4 separate regions of the Mus musculus genome follow, and all the other regions are linked to region 1. Evidence: chromatin contacts called from public HiCAR-type and HiChIP or PLAC-seq data. All regions are on one chromosome and are shown on one strand. The core of a region is the stretch at or near the end of the contact, and the rest is flanking DNA. Distances in the headings are between cores, read along the strand shown.

Region 1 (4,061 bases), core at 381-2,880:
CCCAACTCATCTGGTGGACCTTCATCAGTATCTGGAATAGTAGCATGGAGGGTGATGCTCCACCACACACACACACACACACACACACACACACACACACCCTGTGGATGATGGGAGTGGTCCTTTTAAAAGAGACCCCAGGATTTGGAGAGGCGGTTCAGCCATTAAGAGCATTTGCTGTTCTTTCAGAGCACCAGAGTTGGATTCTCAGTTCCCACACAGACTGCTCAACTCCAGTTCCTGGGAACCTGCCACCTCTAGCATTCTCAAGTACCTTCACACATGTGTGCATATGCACACACACACACACATGTCCGTATAATTACAAGTAATACTAAATCTTTTTGTTTGTTTTTAAAGAGAAACCCCAGAGACAAAGCTCACCCCTTCCCCATTGAACACAGAGATGGCCACCTAAGAATCAAAGGCCCATTCTTGGCAGAATCAAACTGCTGGGGCTTTGCTATAGATACCCAGCCCCCAGAACCGTGAGGAGCCAGTATCTGTTGTAAAGGCCTCACAGTCTAAGGGAGTTTGTTTTTAACAGCCAAGGACAAAGGACAAACCCACAGCTAGTAAAAGATCAGACATCACGCAGACAACCCAGGGGGAAGTGACATCTCCAGATAACTTCACACAGTACCTCTGAGCCTCCGCCAGCCATTTGCTGAGGACACCTGGTCTTGTTCAGCATTCTTGGCTATGGTCAGTGAGCCAGGCCTGCAATGGAGGTGTCTGGTCACAAGCCAGAGAGTTGGCAAGCCCCTGAGACCAGAAGGCAAGAGGTCTGGTTTGGTCTCAGGAAATGCCTGGCATCTCTCTTCTTGAGAAGACAAGATGTCTATCAACCCCTTTTCCTAGAGGTGGGAGATACAGTAATGGGGTGACCTGGATACAGAAGGTACTCTGTGAATGCACCGCCTGCATAGGCTACAAGTTCTATCTCTTGAAAGAGTTAACACAGGCCCCAGAGAAGATGGGGCAGCGAGGGAGGTGTGTTAGGTCAGAGCACCCAAGGTTCAAGGGTCATAGGGTCCTCTGAGGAGTGGCTTGAAAGCGTTTCAGCACAGCTAGCTCCTCCCCTTGCCGGCTGAACAGTTTATCCCATCTCCGTATGTCCCTATGTCCCCTTCTTCCTGCTTAGAGTGGAAGAACAGGGCTACCCACTGAGCGGTCACAGAGAACCTTGCAGTAATAATTTAATACCCACTCTCTGTTCCTACTCCACATACATAAGGCTCCCTCGGCTAGATGCTTTTCGGCGGTTTTCAGATAGCAAACTGCAAACTTTCAACAAAAGAGTCTCCTAAAGGTGCCACATGTATTCGCAAGGCGTGAGGTGGGAAGTGGGGGGTGAGGGGTGGGATTGAGATACTGCTGACTGACCTTGGCTGTGCTCTCGGAGTGTGCACAGTGACCATGGTGACCCAGACCAGTGTGAATGGGCAAGCCACAGATCTATGAAAACTTGATTACAGTACCAGAGCTCCGAGTTATTATCTGGTAAGCATCCTGGAGCTGGTGGGCAAGGCTGAGCCATTGTTCCAAAAGGGACTACAGAGGCGCCTGTTGGGGAGGGAGGCCCCTCTCAGCTTTGCTCTCTGTTGGTGGTAGCCATTTCCCCTCCCACGCGCCTCTGGAAATGCAAAGACCGGATGGAGTTGCAAGTGGTCGGCGCTCTAGTGGCTTTCCCACTTTATGTACCTCTCCGCGTCTTCCTGCCCCGGTAGCCAACCCCCACTGCTAGATTGGGTCTTCTCTTCCAGAGAAAGCGCTGAAGCGCCCCCGTGGCAGGGTGGGGGCTGGGTGGAGGACCAGCGGGGGATGGGTGAGAAGCCAGGAGCAGAAAAAGAAGGGAGGAGGGGGGGGCGGAGCTGGAGGCAGAGGGAACAGCAGATTGTGCAGAGCCAATGAGAGCAGCAGGACGAGGTGGTACCAAATTCCCATCGGCCAATGACTAGCCAGAGTTTACGAAGGCCTCATTAGCATCGCCCCCCTCCGCTTGGCTAGGGATGGGACAATGCGGTGTTGGTGTCTGCAGTATTCTGACTCCTGGACACCGGTGGCTGCAAGCTGCGATTTTGGCGTCCTCTCATTTTCTATCCTTATCTCCGCCCGCGGCTGCCCTGGCCAGCCAGTTTTTGATTTTTTATCTGGTCATTGATCAATATAACGAACCTAAGGATATACAGGACATTAATACCCCACTGCCAGCTCTGGCCCAGAGCTTGTACCGCGCAGCGGGCTGCAGAAACTTAGTCATAGCACCCTTTGTCGCTGAGGTCTGAAGCTCGCTGCACGTTCTCATCCCTGGGAACGTGACCCCAGCATCCGACGCCAAGATGCCGGCCCACATACTGCAAGAGGTGAGCTTACACCCCACCCCCCACCCCCTCCTCAGGTTGGCGGTTGCAGATTGGACTTCTAGGTGGGTGGCTGTTGAGGGTTGGAGAGAGTTCAGAGCAGCTGGGAGCATTTAGCCATCATTTCCGAATTGCTCAACCTTGATAGATTGTTTCTGGACCGGGTGATAACCGGATTTTTACTCAGTACAGTTGATTGTCCCAACTTGTGTTTCTTAAAGTAAAACCTGACCTCTTTTCGATATGCGCAGATTTTCCTTTGTGAGTTGCTAAGGGTGCTGCTAATAAAGCGTCCTTTCCTGCCCCTTCATCATAAGGCTTATTCCCGATGGCCTGCACATTTCCGTGTTCCATTGGTGCGCTCTACAGTCATGCAACCTTGGCACTGGGGTATGGCCGTTATTGCATCTCTCCCGCAGTTATATTAGAGGGAAAGTAACCCCTGCTGCCCCCACGCGTCTGCAGTCCCTAATTCTCCACCCCCTCTCATTGCAGATCTCTGGCGCTTACTCAGCCACCACCACAATCACAGCGCCACCTTCTGGGGGACAGCAGAATGGAGGCGAGAAGTTTGAAAAGAGTTCTCACCACTGGGGAGCAGATGTTCGCCCTGAACTAAAAGATGATCTATATGACCCCACCTATCAGGATGATGAGGGGCCCCCGCCCAAGCTGGAGTACGTCTGGAGGAACATCATTCTCATGGCCCTGCTGCATTTGGGAGCCTTGTACGGGATCACACTGGTTCCCTCCTGCAAGCTCTACACCTGTCTCTTCGGTGAGCAGCACCCCTTGTCTTGGGCCAATACTTCAGATTTCTCCTTGATCTTTAAAGAGGTGGCCTCTGGTCTCTGACCCAAGGCAGTGGCCCTTTCTTTTTGGTTCTTGTTGGACCAGCTGGACTGGGCAAAGAACCTCGTGGTGTTAAGAATGGGGGGAGGGGGGAACTTGAGTCTTGAGAGTCTCATAACATTGATGCAGAGGTCTCTGAGCAGGCTTTTCTGTATGAGTCACTTGATGGCACCTGTCCCAGCTTTGCCTGCCACAAGAGAAGCAGGGCCTGCCTCAGAGACGTCAGAGCCAAGAGCTAGACCACGGGCCTAGTGGGTAACCTGTTGAGTCCAGTGAGGGGACAAAGCCATGGGATGCTGTTTTAGGCAGAGAGAACAGAGGGTAGGTTATAAGCCTAACTGTTTGGACTTCCTGCCTGGCCAGACTAGGCTGGTTTGCCTGGAGAAAGATGACGAAGGCTCCTGTATATCCAAGTTCAAAGGTGTATGGTACCACGATTTGGTACAAGCCAGTCAACAGACCATTCTTAGAATAAAATAAGATTGCAGGAAGGTTTTACCTTCTATTCAGCCTTCTGCCCCTCTTTTCCTGTCCACATTGTGCTGTGGCACTTTTCTCTCCACACCTAACACATACCTCCTGAGCAGGAAGAGAGCCTGGAGCAGCCACAGCCCAACTGTGATGAGTGTGCCCCTGTGCCACTGACCTGCCTAGCTCAGCTGCCCAGGGAGCCATGGGTAGTGCTGCCCCCTAGCGACACGCATGTGCTTTGCGGGTGGTTACACAACTGAACATTGAACCAGGAAGGAGGGACTGCATCTATAGTCAGGGCCTCTTGCTGCTCTCAGAGAAGCGGAGAGCAAGGGTTTCTTTAGAACAATTGATTTTCTAGAACAGTATCTGCAT
Region 2 (4,228 bases), core at 818-3,317, 2.3 Mb before region 1:
GGGGGTGGGTTTAAGTATATCTAAGCTTCTGTGAAAACAACGGTCCTGATATATAGTTCACCGGATCTAAAGTTTACCCCCCAAACAAACCAAAAGCAAACACTAGTCAATGAGGAGCTCGATAAAGAAGTTAGAGATTAATGTATTGATCTCTGCAGTTTAAATGGGTAGGTTTGTGACAATTCAAATTAAAGAAAAAAATGTTAGTGATAGGCTCTAAGTAGTGAGTCTATGATCTTTAAAAAAAAATTTAAGTTGGGCAGGGGTAGTGCATGCCCGTCATCCCAGCATTTGGGAGGGGGATTTAGATCTTTGAGTCCAAGACCAGCCTGGTCTACAGAGTTTCAGGATAGCCAGGGCAACACAGAGAGAGCCTGTCTCAAAAGACAATACACAAACAGATAAATAACTAAAAATTAAAATTCTTTAGATTTTGTTAAATGCTGTGAAATCTCCATAGTAAAATCTGGGGGGAAATGGCATTGATAATAACCCATAACAGACTATACTTGATTAAGTTGTAAAATGTTATAAGCTTAAGTGCAAGTACCAGGGGCTTTATTTTCTTTCTGAGATTGGGGCTCACACTGTAGCTGAGGCTGGCCTAGAACTCACTAGCAAACTTGCCACCCCCCTGCCAAATCCTGGAACTAAAGGAATGCACTACCAAGCCCAGCCAATAGCAGGCATTTTTGCCCCTTGATGCTCTGGAACCATATATTTACCTCTTACAACACAGTTCTTTCTCTCACTAATTATAATAGTTTGATGGCCATAGATAGTATCTTATTTGTATTTCTGTCCTCAATTCTTTTCATGCTGGGTAAAAAATACGTGCTCAGAAATAATAGAATGGCAGAGAATGTGGACTATTGCTAAGGACCAACATATATTTCTAGCAGTTCATTTCTCACATATTCTAAAAATTAATCTGTTCAATTTGCTAAAGAAACTTCTTCACCCATAAACTTCCAAACATAATTTTTAAAAACCCGCATCTATATCCATTTTTTATTCTATTTCTTAAACCCGACACTGAAGGCCTAACATTCAACATTCAGAAAGAATTCTAAAGAGGCACCCTGGATTTGTTCAAATCCTGGATAAACTCGGAACTGAGAGATTCCTGAAATTGGAACTCTGGGAAGAAGGATAAAAAAATGGGACATTAAAAAGTTATAAATCTAATTTATCAAAAAGCCTATTTGGGGCTGGAGAGATAGCTCAACAATTAAGAGGACAGACTGCTCTTGAAGAGGTCCTGAGTTTAATTCCCAGCAACCATATGATGGCTCACAATCATCTATAATGGGATCCGATGTCCTCTCCTGGTGTGTCTGACAGCGTACTCACATACTATATATATATATATATTCTTTTTTTTAAAGCCTACTAAGACACATAAGTGAATCTTTAAAGACACTAGTCATCTACACGCCCACCGACCTAGAGCCAGACTGGCTCCTCCCCTCCTCCATCCAATTACAACCACTCAAACAGCTGGAGCGCACGCTACTTCCAGGAAGGCAAGAGGCCGGAGCGTAACCCTTGGAACCCAGACCTTCTCACCTAACACTCCGCAAACAACGCGGTCCTGCGGTGCAAGCACCAGGTTTGGACCAGAACACCCGAGTCCAAGTCCCAGCTCCACTTCCGGACTCGTCTGTGCCTTGCACAAGTCTATTACTCTCGGAGAAATGTAATGATTCTCTATGGACCACAGCGAGATGCGGAATGTAAAGAAAGCTTTAAGGAAGATGCAAGCGACTCTCCAACTTGTTAGGGCAGTAGCGCTCCCAGCGGGGGCAGAGCGGCCAGAGGACCAATCACAATCACCTCTCCCTTCACTCCCTTCCCGCCGCGCGCGGGTGCTGAGGCCGCTCCCTGCGGTCCGGCCCCTGCAGAAGCCTCGCGGCGTTGTTTGCCATACCTGCAGCCACCTGGTCAGCGGGCCCCTCCTGTTGACCCATGACGAAGTCTTGCACGAGGCCACACAGGGCGCCCATAGGCGCCACTGCCTCCTCCAGACCGGTGGCGGCAGCCATGACGCTAGCCAGAGATTGTGGGAGGGGGAAGTGGGTGTGGCTACGAGATGTGTCTCTCCGCGCACGCGCCTCCATGGCCAATAGTTGGGCGCAGACTTCAGGGGCGGGGCACCTCCAGGTCACGTGCCTGCCGGCTCTGGGCCAGGCAGTCCCTTCAGGGACCTAACGGCCCCTCCCCAGAGGGCGGGGCCTGGGCCGGGGCGCGGCTCCGGGAGGGGAAGTGACTGCCGGGCACGCAGCCGGGGCGGTTGAGGGCGCATAATTCCCGGCCGCTCTCCCCGGGAGACGGGCGACAGGGCGGGCACCTGGCTGGGTGGGGCCGAGGGGCGGTACGCATCCTGGGAAAAGCCAATGAGAAAACCAGACCCGGCCCGAGGGGCGGTGCCGTCGGTCACATGCGCACCTGGGGCGGCTGGCGACCGTGGCGCGGCCACCCCAAGCGGGAGGAAGGGAGCGGGGCCGGGCCGGGGCGGGGTTAGGCAGGTGAGTGACAGGCTCCGGGGGGCCGGCCCCAGCTGGGAGCTCGGAGTGATCCTGGAGTAGCTGCGGCGGTGTCCGCCCCCTCCCTCCGCCCCTCCAGCCGGGCTGGTCTCTGGCCGGGCACTGTCGCGGGCCCCCCTGGCCTGGCCACCTCCCTCTCCGCTGGCCCGCAAAGTTTGTGGCGAAGCCGGCGTCGGGCAGAGCGCTCCCCAGGGGAGATCCAGGAGCTCTCGATGTCGGGCTGCGGGAGTCGTTGACCCGGGGACGCCGCGGTTCGGGGCAGCAGCGTGGAGCAGCCGGCCGACCGCCGCCTCTGGTGCATGGGGGACCGGCTGAGAAGCCAGCATGGGCAACTGCGTGGGGAGACAGCGCCGGGAGAGGCCGGCTGCTCCGGGACACCCCCGCAAGCGAGCAGGTAACGCCAGGAAAGGCAGCGGGGTCCCGGCGCGCTGCCAGTTGGCCCTTGCCTTGCCCGAACCTTGGGGTTCCCGAGCGACCTCGCTCGGCGCCGGGCGCTTGGGTTCCCCCACGGCTTCTCGGAGCCAGACGGGGCCCTCCCCGGCGCGGGCTGTCTGGGAAGCGAGTTGGGGTAACTGCGAGCGCTGACCCGGCCGGGAGGCCAACTCGCTCCCACCGGGAAGCTGGGGATGGGGGCGGGGGCAGGAAATGTTTCCAGACCGCGACGAGGCTGGCGGAGGGGGCCAAGCGAGTGCGCCGCGGATCTGGCAGCCCCGGCCAGGGTCGGCCGGCGGCCGGCCGGGGCGCGGCGTGGGCAGCCTGCGTCCCCAGAAGTCGGAGCGATCGAGGCGAACACAGTCGCTCATTCCAGCGAGTCACTGTGTCATTATCGGGCTGCAGGTCGTTGTCTGCGGGAATCCGACTTGTAAAAAGCAGTGCAGGACCATGGAAAATAGAAATCTTTATTTCCTCCCACCTCTCCACACGGCTTTTTGGAGCCTCGGTGGCTGTCTGGGAGTCTAGGAAAGGTGGGGTGCGGGGTGAGCGTCGCCTTCGTGTTTGTTAGGAGCGTTCTCAGCTCTTGGAATGGGATCCCTCTCAGCCATGAGAATGGGATCTGCTCTCTGGCAATCTTCGAAGCTCCAGTAGCGCGGTCTCACTTTCTTGGTACACCAGCCCTGTCCTGGCGCTTCGTTTGAGGGTCATTTCCCTGTCTTGTACTCTCTTCTCTGGGGGTGTTGCAAAGAACTTATGCAAATGATAAACTGTGGCGCGCAAAAAGACCTTCAACACTGGACTGAATTTCCAGATCTACCTCTCTTTTATGTAAAAACACAGATCCAGAGAGGTTGGGCAGCTTCCCCTAAGTCACACAGTGAGTTAGAAGTGCAACTGAGGTTGGAATCCGGTCTCTTCCCCCTTGTTACCACATACCCCTTTATGTAAGAGGAGCCACAGGCGCAGTTGTTAATGAAGTGGAAACTCTAGTTGGAGTTTCCTGTCTGCTTTGACACTGAAGGTGTGTTGTTTTGCTTGTGTAAACTGGGAAGGAAGATGGGGAGAAGCACAGGGGAAGCTGGGAAGGATGTGTGTGTGTGTGTGCTGGACAGGATGACTTGTGCAAGCAGAAACGTTTTTATGGGAGGATGGAGTAAAACTTACAAATTCCTTTTGAAAGCAACCCTGGCCTTTCTTCTGACCAAGGACTTTTGTTCGTTCATTCATTCATTCATTTATATCATTCA
Region 3 (3,816 bases), core at 627-3,126, 2.2 Mb after region 1:
GTTTTAAGGAGCTGGGCTAGAGCCCCTCCCTCATCACCCAATGTTTAATGTACCGAAGTTAGTGCAAGTCACGTGAGAGCACGAAGTTCGCCACGCCTCAAAGAGGAGGGGTCTCGCCTTAGGGACCAATAGCCTAAGCCGTTTCAGGAACAGCCCTAATTCCAGACAGGGGAAAGGGGCGGGGCCAAGAATCAAAGCATCTGTAACAGCACTTCCGGAAAGTACGCCCCTCCCCTCCCCCCTCCCCGTTTATTTCGCTCGTACCGGGTGGGCTGAGCCAGCGGGTGCTGATTAAAGGCGCCGCCTGCCGCTTTCTCCTCGCCTCCCCCCCCCAACGCCCGTCTCCCCGCCCCCTTTCCGAGTAGCGGGACCAGCCTTGATGTAGGGACACCCCTTCCCCCCTCCTCTTCTATCGCCCTTATCCGGGAGCCCCGAGCGCCGCAATCCTCCTGCCTTCTCCCGCCCCCATCTTGCCCTCTTCACTCTGCTTCGAACCCATTGTATGCGGGGCAGCTGCGAACCGGGGCCGGAGACAGTGTGCCCAGTGTGCCCCGTCAGTGGGTCCCGCGGGCCGAGGCTCTCCCCCACCCGTGCTGCTCCAGGCAGAGGCGAGAGAGGCCCTTCCTCGCTGCGCTGGTGGCGGGGACCGGCGGGCCGCACCCCCAACCCCAGCGTGAGCCCCTAGTGTCCCTTCTTAGAGGGAAGAAAGCGGAGAGACCTGAGACAGAAAAAAAGCAGCTTCTAACTGCCCGGCCCGCTGATCATTTTTATTATCGAGATTATTATTAAAAGGGGGCGGGACCCCAGGATGCGGAGAAGGGGGCCAGAGACGCAGCTATTTCTATTAAACAGATTATTCTTGAAATAATACACGCAAGATGGCTGAAGGTGGCTGTGATGAGTGTTCGGGCTGGGGGGTGGTTTCTTCCTCTCCCCCCTTTTTTTTTCTTTTTTCTTTCTTTTTTTTTTCTTTTTTTTTTTTTTTTTTTTTGATCTAAGGATAAAGCTCTGAAGCGACAGCCGCAGCGGAGACCCTGCCCGGAGTGCCCGCCCTCCCCTCACTTGAGAAGCTGCGGGAGGACAAACGGACCCACGGACAGAGCGACGGGCGCGGGCCCGCCCCGGACGCGTCTCCCGGGCAGCGCTGGGGGCAGCAGGCGCTCGTCGTTCTGCCGACTTCTTCCAATTTTAATCTTTTTAAAAGATTTTTTTTTTTTTTTTGGAAAGGATCGGGATGGGTGGAGCAGAGGTAGAGAGAAATCAAGACTTGGCATTTTTCTCCTTCTCTCTCTCCTAATTTGTTGGAGACCACCAGCCCTCCCCTTGGAGGAAAAAAAAAATCCCACCAAAGGGAGGGTGGAAAAGCGAGCTACAGGACCCTCAAGCGCGCGCCCGGACCCCCAGTCCCCACCGCGGCCGCTGGGAGCTCAAGATGGCTGGGCGCTGAGGACGCACCCGGCCCGGCTGGCTCGGCCTGGCCCCGCCGCCGCCGCCGCAGGCTGGCTCCGACCGCAGCCCGGAGCCTTCCAGGCCGGAGCAGAGGCCGAGAAGAAAAGAAAGTGGGGGGGAGGGGTGGGGTGGGGGGGCGAAGGGGGAGGGCCGGGCGGGGGGAGGGGAGGGCCGGGAGCCGAGCCTCCTGTTCATTAGCAGTTGAGAAAAATTCCTTTCTAGTTTGATCAATCCTTGTTTTCCTCAGCGCAGGCGAGGCGCCCGCCCAGTGCGGGGACAGGGAGTGGGGTCTCTCCGCGGCGGGGGCGCCCTGCGCGGGGCCTCCAGGGAGCGCAGAAGTAGCGACGAGGGGGTCAGGCCGGAGCACCTCCCGGGCTTCTCCCTCCCTCCCTCCCTCCCTCCCTCCCTCCCTCCCTCTCTGGTTGCCTTTTTTTTTTTTTTTTTTTTTCCACTTCTCTCCCTCCCCCTTCCGTTTCTATTTGTGAAGGGAGGAGGAAGGCAGAGGCGGGCTGGTGTCTCTGGCCGGGGACTGGAATTTCATCTGAATGACTGCCCCAGCGCGCACGCAGCGCCCCGGAGTCGGCCCGCCCGCGCCCTGCCACCCGCAGCCGGCCGGCCAGCTGGGGGACGCCTGCGCCACGGCCCGGGGACCGCTGGCGCGCCTTGCTCGCCGGCTCCGGCTCTAGCCAGCCTCGGCGCGGCCGAACTAGCTTCCCGTGCCCCCTCGGACCTCGGCCGGGATCCAGGCGAGGAAGGCGCGGCTCGCACCAGCCAGAAGGTAGCCACTGTCGCCGCCAAAGGAAGAGTGCGGCTCCCCCGCTCGGTGCGCCGCGGGGCGCGCCCCGATGTCAGCCGCGGGGCCGAGCGCAGGCCGTGGGCCGCCGCTGCCCTAGCCGCGCTGCCCCGGAGGCGGCCTGTTATATGGAATTTGGACCACAGCGCTCTCCTCCAGGGCTGGTGCCCGGGCCGCGGCCCTGGCGCAGCCCGCCGCCTCCCGCTAGCCACTCGCCAGGAGGAGGAGACGCAGCCGGCGGCGCGCGCGGCGCGAGGACCCAGGCTCCCTCCTCTGGGGGGCGGGCACGCGGAAGGCGCTGGTGACTGAGCGACTGGCGCGGCCGGCGGGGACCGGAGCTCCGGGCTCGGTGGGTCCCCAGCTGTACCAGACGGATCCCCAGGGTTGGGGACTTAGAGAGGTCTACCCGGGCCCCCTGCCCGCAGCCGCCATGGCGGAGAATTGGAAGAACTGCTTTGAGGAGGAGCTCATCTGCCCCATCTGCCTGCACGTTTTCGTGGAACCGGTGCAGCTGCCATGCAAACATAACTTCTGCCGGGGCTGCATCGGCGAGGCTTGGGCCAAGGACAGTGGCCTTGTGCGCTGCCCGGAGTGCAACCAGGCCTACAATCAGAAGCCGGGCCTGGAGAAGAACCTGAAGCTCACCAACATCGTGGAGAAGTTCAACGCCCTGCACGTGGAGAAGCCGCCGACGGCACTGCACTGCGTGTTCTGTCGCCGCGGCCCCCCGCTGCCGGCACAGAAGGTCTGCCTGCGCTGCGAGGCTCCCTGCTGCCAGTCTCACGTGCAGACGCACCTGCAGCAGCCCTCCACCGCCCGCGGGCACCTCCTGGTGGAGGCGGACGACGTGCGGGCCTGGAGCTGCCCGCAGCACAACGCCTACCGCCTGTACCACTGCGAGGCCGAGCAGGTGGCTGTGTGCCAGTACTGCTGCTACTACAGCGGCGCGCATCAGGGACACTCGGTGTGTGACGTGGAGATACGGAGGAATGAGATACGGGCAAGTACACTGAACGCGTGCGAACACACGCACACGCACACACACACACACACACGACTTGGGAGCCACCCATCCGCACAAGCTGACTCTCGTGACATTAGCCTAGAGGCCCTCTTCCAAACTCTTCCGTAAAAGTTTGGGGGGCAAGGTCCTGGGGGAAAGGCCCTGGCTGCTGGATGCATTCTCGCACCTGCGCCCTTAAGATCTCTCCTTCAGTCATTTATGGAATTGGGGGGAGGCTGTTAGAAGTAGTTTGGAGTGTTGCTTTTCTGTTTTGCGCAGTTTCCCCCCCCCGCCCCCCGCATTGTTTCTGTAAGCTCTACGGGAAGTCACCAAGGCAGTGACCCCGGTCCTGCTTCTCCAGCTGCTGTTTATGTAATGAGTGTCCTGGTGCCGCTGCTGTGGCTGACATGATCCATGATGCTGGCATACCAATGAGGAAGTAAACAAAGCAGCCATGTTAGTTTTCAGCTCTACTGGAAACACTCTGGGGGTTGGGGGGAGCTTCCGGAGATAGAGAAGAACTCTGGCATCTAGCTGGGCAAGGCCTGGGTGTCCAGAGGAGTCCCCGACT
Region 4 (3,959 bases), core at 1,056-3,555, 2.2 Mb before region 1:
AACGGACACAGATCGATGTTCACAATACTTGCTTATATGATCCTGCTGAAGAAAATTGATGCCCCAAGCTTTCAAGCTATACACGGAAGAATACAGTCACAAACCAAGACGACTCACATTCCCACAGAGCCCTTTCTATACTCGTGATAGACAAGCTGCAAAAGACCAGTCCGAAACATAATCTAAAAGTACTATTCTGTCTCTGTAATCCGAAGTCCTAGGACCGTGCAAAGGAGACCATATCCTTTGATATTTTACTTAAAAAAAAAAAAAATCCATGGATGGCTCCAAATAAAACCCAAAGACAGGGCTGGTGAGATGGCTCAGCGGGTAAGAGCACCCGATAAGAAGTTGTTTTCATTTTTTAAAAGTGCTTTAAATTCATGTGTTTCAATGTGAACCTGCATGAGTGTATGTATGCTACGTGTGTACAAGAGCCCATGGAAGCCCGAGAGGACTTTAGATGCCCTGGTACTGGAGTTACAGGTGCTGCGAGCCACCATGTAGGTGCTAAGAACTAATTCCTGGCTAGTAAACACTATTCACTATTGCTGAGCCATTTCTTGTGTGTCTCATTGTCTCCCCACCCCTCATAAAACCAAGCTTACTAAAGAACATTTATGTATTTGCAGCAACTTTTGTCTAAATTAAGAAGTTTTTGTTTGTTTTTTGAAAGAGGATCTATGTAGTCCTTGTCCTGGAACTCACTATGTAGACCAGGCTGGCCTTGAACTCACAAAGATCTACCTTTGCGTCCTAAGGCTCCACCATGTTCAGCTTAAATTAAGAAGTTTTAAAACAAAATAACCGGCTGGTGAGATGGCTCAGTGGGTAAGAGCACCCGACTGTTCTTCCGAAGGTCCAGAGTTCAAATCCCAGCAACCACATGGTGGCTCACAACCATCCGTAAGGAGATCTGACTCCCTCTTCTGGAGTGTCTGAAGACAGCTACAATGTACTTCCATATAATAAATAAATAAATAAATAAATTAAATTAAAAAAAAAAGAGTGTACAAGTCACCGGGCAATGGTGGCACATGCCTTTAAAAAAAAAAAACAAAAAAAAAAAAACAAAATAACAACAGTTCCCCCCTCCAATCTACGAATAATCATATCCCAGTTAGAGACTGTTTGGAAGTAGCCACCCAAACTACTCACACAATCTCCAAAATGTCCCCAAAACCACTTTCTTGGGTTGGCAATCTTTTAGTTATAAAGGAAGCAACCAAAAACAAACAAACAAACAAACAAAAAAAACAAAAAAAGGGAAGCAACCTTGGGTTTTTAGAACCCTAAGAGGAGAAAAAAAATGAAAGCTTTGATGAACAAATATTAGGAAACTGGAAATACTGTTTTATAAAATGTGTTTTTAAATGAATATGAAATAATTAGGTTTTGAACTTTATAATTCGAATCCCCTTCCTAGCTGGAAAGTAAACAGGGGCATTGTTACTATAAGCAGGTCTTATTTAGGAAGAATGTGGGATAGTTAGATGCAAAAAGATGAAAAGAGAACACTGGTACAGGAAGGTTTTTAAAAACACGATGAACCAAGAGTGGTGGACTCTCCGAAGTAATATTGTCTGGACACTATTTTATGCCAAGGGAAAGGAGAATGCCTGTGCTGGGCTCTAATAAAGCGAAGTTACTCAGGTTGGTACCTAAGTTGTTTGTGGATGCGGAATTGCAGAGATGACAATCCATTTCCCAAGCCTCAGTATGTGGGACCTCTCCCTACCTGTGGCACAGACGCGCCCTAGATTAAACAAAGCCCCAGACTTTCACCAGGCAACCCAGTCTTCCACTGCATTTTTCATCCCAGCCCGGCTCCGTCCTTTTTTGGGGGGGTCGGCCCCCACCACACAGGCTCTTCAGGCTCTCATGGGTCTGGCATTCCCTCCAGACACAGCCTGGCACACCCCTCTCGATAACCAGTGTTCTGTGTTCTCCGGGGCTACAACCTCTGGATCGAAATTCCAAACCCAATTTTGGGGTCCCACTCACAGCCACCTTCTGGTCAGTACAGCCAGGACAGAGGCTCGCTCCCTAGCCCAGTCACCTGCTTGCCGCCTTAGTCCCTACCTGGTGGACCGCACTCCCAGGTCCTCCTCCCACCCGCGTCGCGAGCCTACCTGAGCTTGGCTTCTGGGCGACGACTGTCACGCCCCAACGCGATGCGGGTCTCCAGCAGCTAGGATCTTTGCTGCTCTGGGCTCCCAACTGCCACTCTCCCCTCCGCCACCTCCACCCGCCTCAGCCACACTGGACGCCGCCATCCCTGACGGGCCGCACTGGGCACAATTCCTGCTGTTCATTGGCTGTTACCTAGGCAACCGCGAGCAACGCCACTCCCCATTGGTCCAGCCCTCTTTCGTGCCATCTTTGTGAGGGGCCCAGTGTTTTGGGAGTCTGGGCCAAAGATCTGAAAGAGAGGTGGGGCTGAGCCGGCTGTCCAATCTCATTAGTCCCAACAGAAAACAAGGACCCAGGTTTCCCCTCTCCAGAGACCTCCAGGCATAAACTTTAATCCTAAATAAGGCTGAACAAGTGTTCAAAGTGGCTACCCTCTCTAAAGGTTGTGATTTTTAGATGCATGAACAACTCCACCGCTAAGTATGAAGAGAAAACCTAAACCGTGCTTTAGAAGCTCAGCTTTGTAATTAATGATGCGCTGCACATTTGCATTCATAGGGAATCACTGTGTTCCACGTCTTCTGTATTTAAAATATATTGCTATTATTGGAGCAAATCTTCCCAAATACTGTTCCCGAATGTCTGTATAGCTGTATGTTTATTTATTGAAGTGCGTGTGGGCAGCAAGTTCTTCAGGGCTTGGGAAGCCAGGGTTGTCCGTCGTTGCTTCTCTCATGGAACTCATATGACATGTGTGAGGCATTGAAAGACAAAGCAAATGGCTTCAAATAGCTTTTTGGATTGGGATTTCTTCAGCTGCAGGTTAGAAAATGGTAATGATGAAAATAAGGGTGGCTTTTCAGGACCTGTATGAGAACATAACGCCAAAAGAACGGTAGTTTGAAGTTAATTTGAAAAGATTTGATTTCTGTGTTCAAATCCTATCTTCGCTACTTACAAATTGTGTATGTTTTTGAGTAACTTAGTGAGCTCTCTGGCCTGTAAAATAAGATCAGACCAATAAATTCAATATGGTATTAATAATACTCACTAGGTAATATAAGCTAAACTGTGGAATAGATTGTAGATTAAAGTGCAGTCATTGAGTCGGGCGTGGTGGCGCACGCCTTTGATCCCAGCACTCGGAAGGCAGAGGCAGGCAGATTTCTGAGTTTGAGGCCAGCCTGGTCTACAAAGTGAGTTCCAGGACAGCCAGGGCTATACAGAGAAACCCTGTCTCAAAACAAAACAAAACAAATAAGTGCAGTCATTGAAAAATAGAATGTAAAGAAAGGGATCTCTTTAGAACTTGTGTTAGGAAATATGAAGAAATGAGATTAAATCACAGATTATGTGAGACCAAATTATGGAAAGACCTATAAATTTGCAACAACAACAACAAAAGCTTGCAAAATGTAGTTTCTTTGGCCAGCAAGATGGTTTGTTGGTTTGTTGGTAAGAACAAATTACCTTGTCTCCTTGGGACACAGCATCCAACATCATTGGAGTTATAATGGGAGTTAGTGAAGCGAATCCATGTAAGATACAACGCCCAGCACATACTTAGCACTGGGTAAGCGCTCTCCATGTGTATTTCGACATAGACTTACCTAAAAGAGAAACCTAGTCCCAAGTGGCAGACACAGAAATAAAGTTTGAGGGGAAAACTCAGAATTCCAGGGAGAACTCAGAATCTTGGATCTTTCCTTGCCCATAATATTAAATCCATTAGCTAAATGAGATGAATGATATCAAATACTATTTCCATGGTTCTGAGAACCCATTATATCACTACATGAGTTAGGTAGACATCGCTACATAGCTAC

The links. HiCAR-type assays count read pairs that join an accessible place to other places. HiChIP or PLAC-seq counts read pairs in DNA pulled down with a chosen protein or histone mark.
Region 2: a contact with region 1 is called in a HiCAR-type map of astrocytes, with 2.5 times the contacts expected there. The contact joins the promoter of Mms19 here to the promoter of Scd2 in region 1. A contact is called at or near these places in 2 of 39 promoter capture datasets (cranial neural crest and hematopoietic stem and progenitor cells) and 1 of 115 datasets of contacts at active chromatin or transcription factors (astrocytes).
Region 3: an H3K27ac HiChIP or PLAC-seq map of embryonic stem cells shows a contact between it and region 1, with 4 times the contacts expected there. The contact joins the promoter of Trim8 here to the promoter of Scd2 in region 1. A contact is called at or near these places in 2 of 115 datasets of contacts at active chromatin or transcription factors (astrocytes and embryonic stem cells).
Region 4: a contact with region 1 is called in a HiCAR-type map of astrocytes, with 2.3 times the contacts expected there. The contact joins the promoter of Morn4 here to the promoter of Scd2 in region 1. A contact is called at or near these places in 3 of 39 promoter capture datasets (the C10 cell line, cranial neural crest and pre-B cells) and 1 of 115 datasets of contacts at active chromatin or transcription factors (astrocytes).

Annotation. Positions count from the first base shown.
Region 1 is chr19:44,292,046-44,296,106 of GRCm38.p6, forward strand. It overlaps Scd2 (stearoyl-Coenzyme A desaturase 2), which reads left to right and starts at 1,631. Exons shown (of 6, transcript NM_009128.2): 1 at 1,631-2,366; 2 at 2,859-3,141. The coding sequence starts at 2,343.
Region 2 is chr19:41,979,069-41,983,296 of GRCm38.p6, forward strand. Mms19 (MMS19 cytosolic iron-sulfur assembly component) reads right to left here and starts at 2,068. Exons shown (of 31, transcript NM_028152.3): 1 at 1,931-2,068. The coding sequence starts at 2,045. It overlaps Ubtd1 (ubiquitin domain containing 1), which reads left to right and starts at 2,695. Exons shown (of 3, transcript NM_145500.3): 1 at 2,695-2,940. The coding sequence starts at 2,871.
Region 3 is chr19:46,499,772-46,503,587 of GRCm38.p6, forward strand. Trim8 (tripartite motif-containing 8) reads left to right here and starts at 1,877. Exons shown (of 6, transcript NM_053100.2): 1 at 1,877-3,242. The coding sequence starts at 2,673.
Region 4 is chr19:42,084,065-42,088,023 of GRCm38.p6, forward strand. It overlaps Morn4 (MORN repeat containing 4), which reads right to left and starts at 2,306. Exons shown (of 5, transcript NM_198108.2): 1 at 2,133-2,306.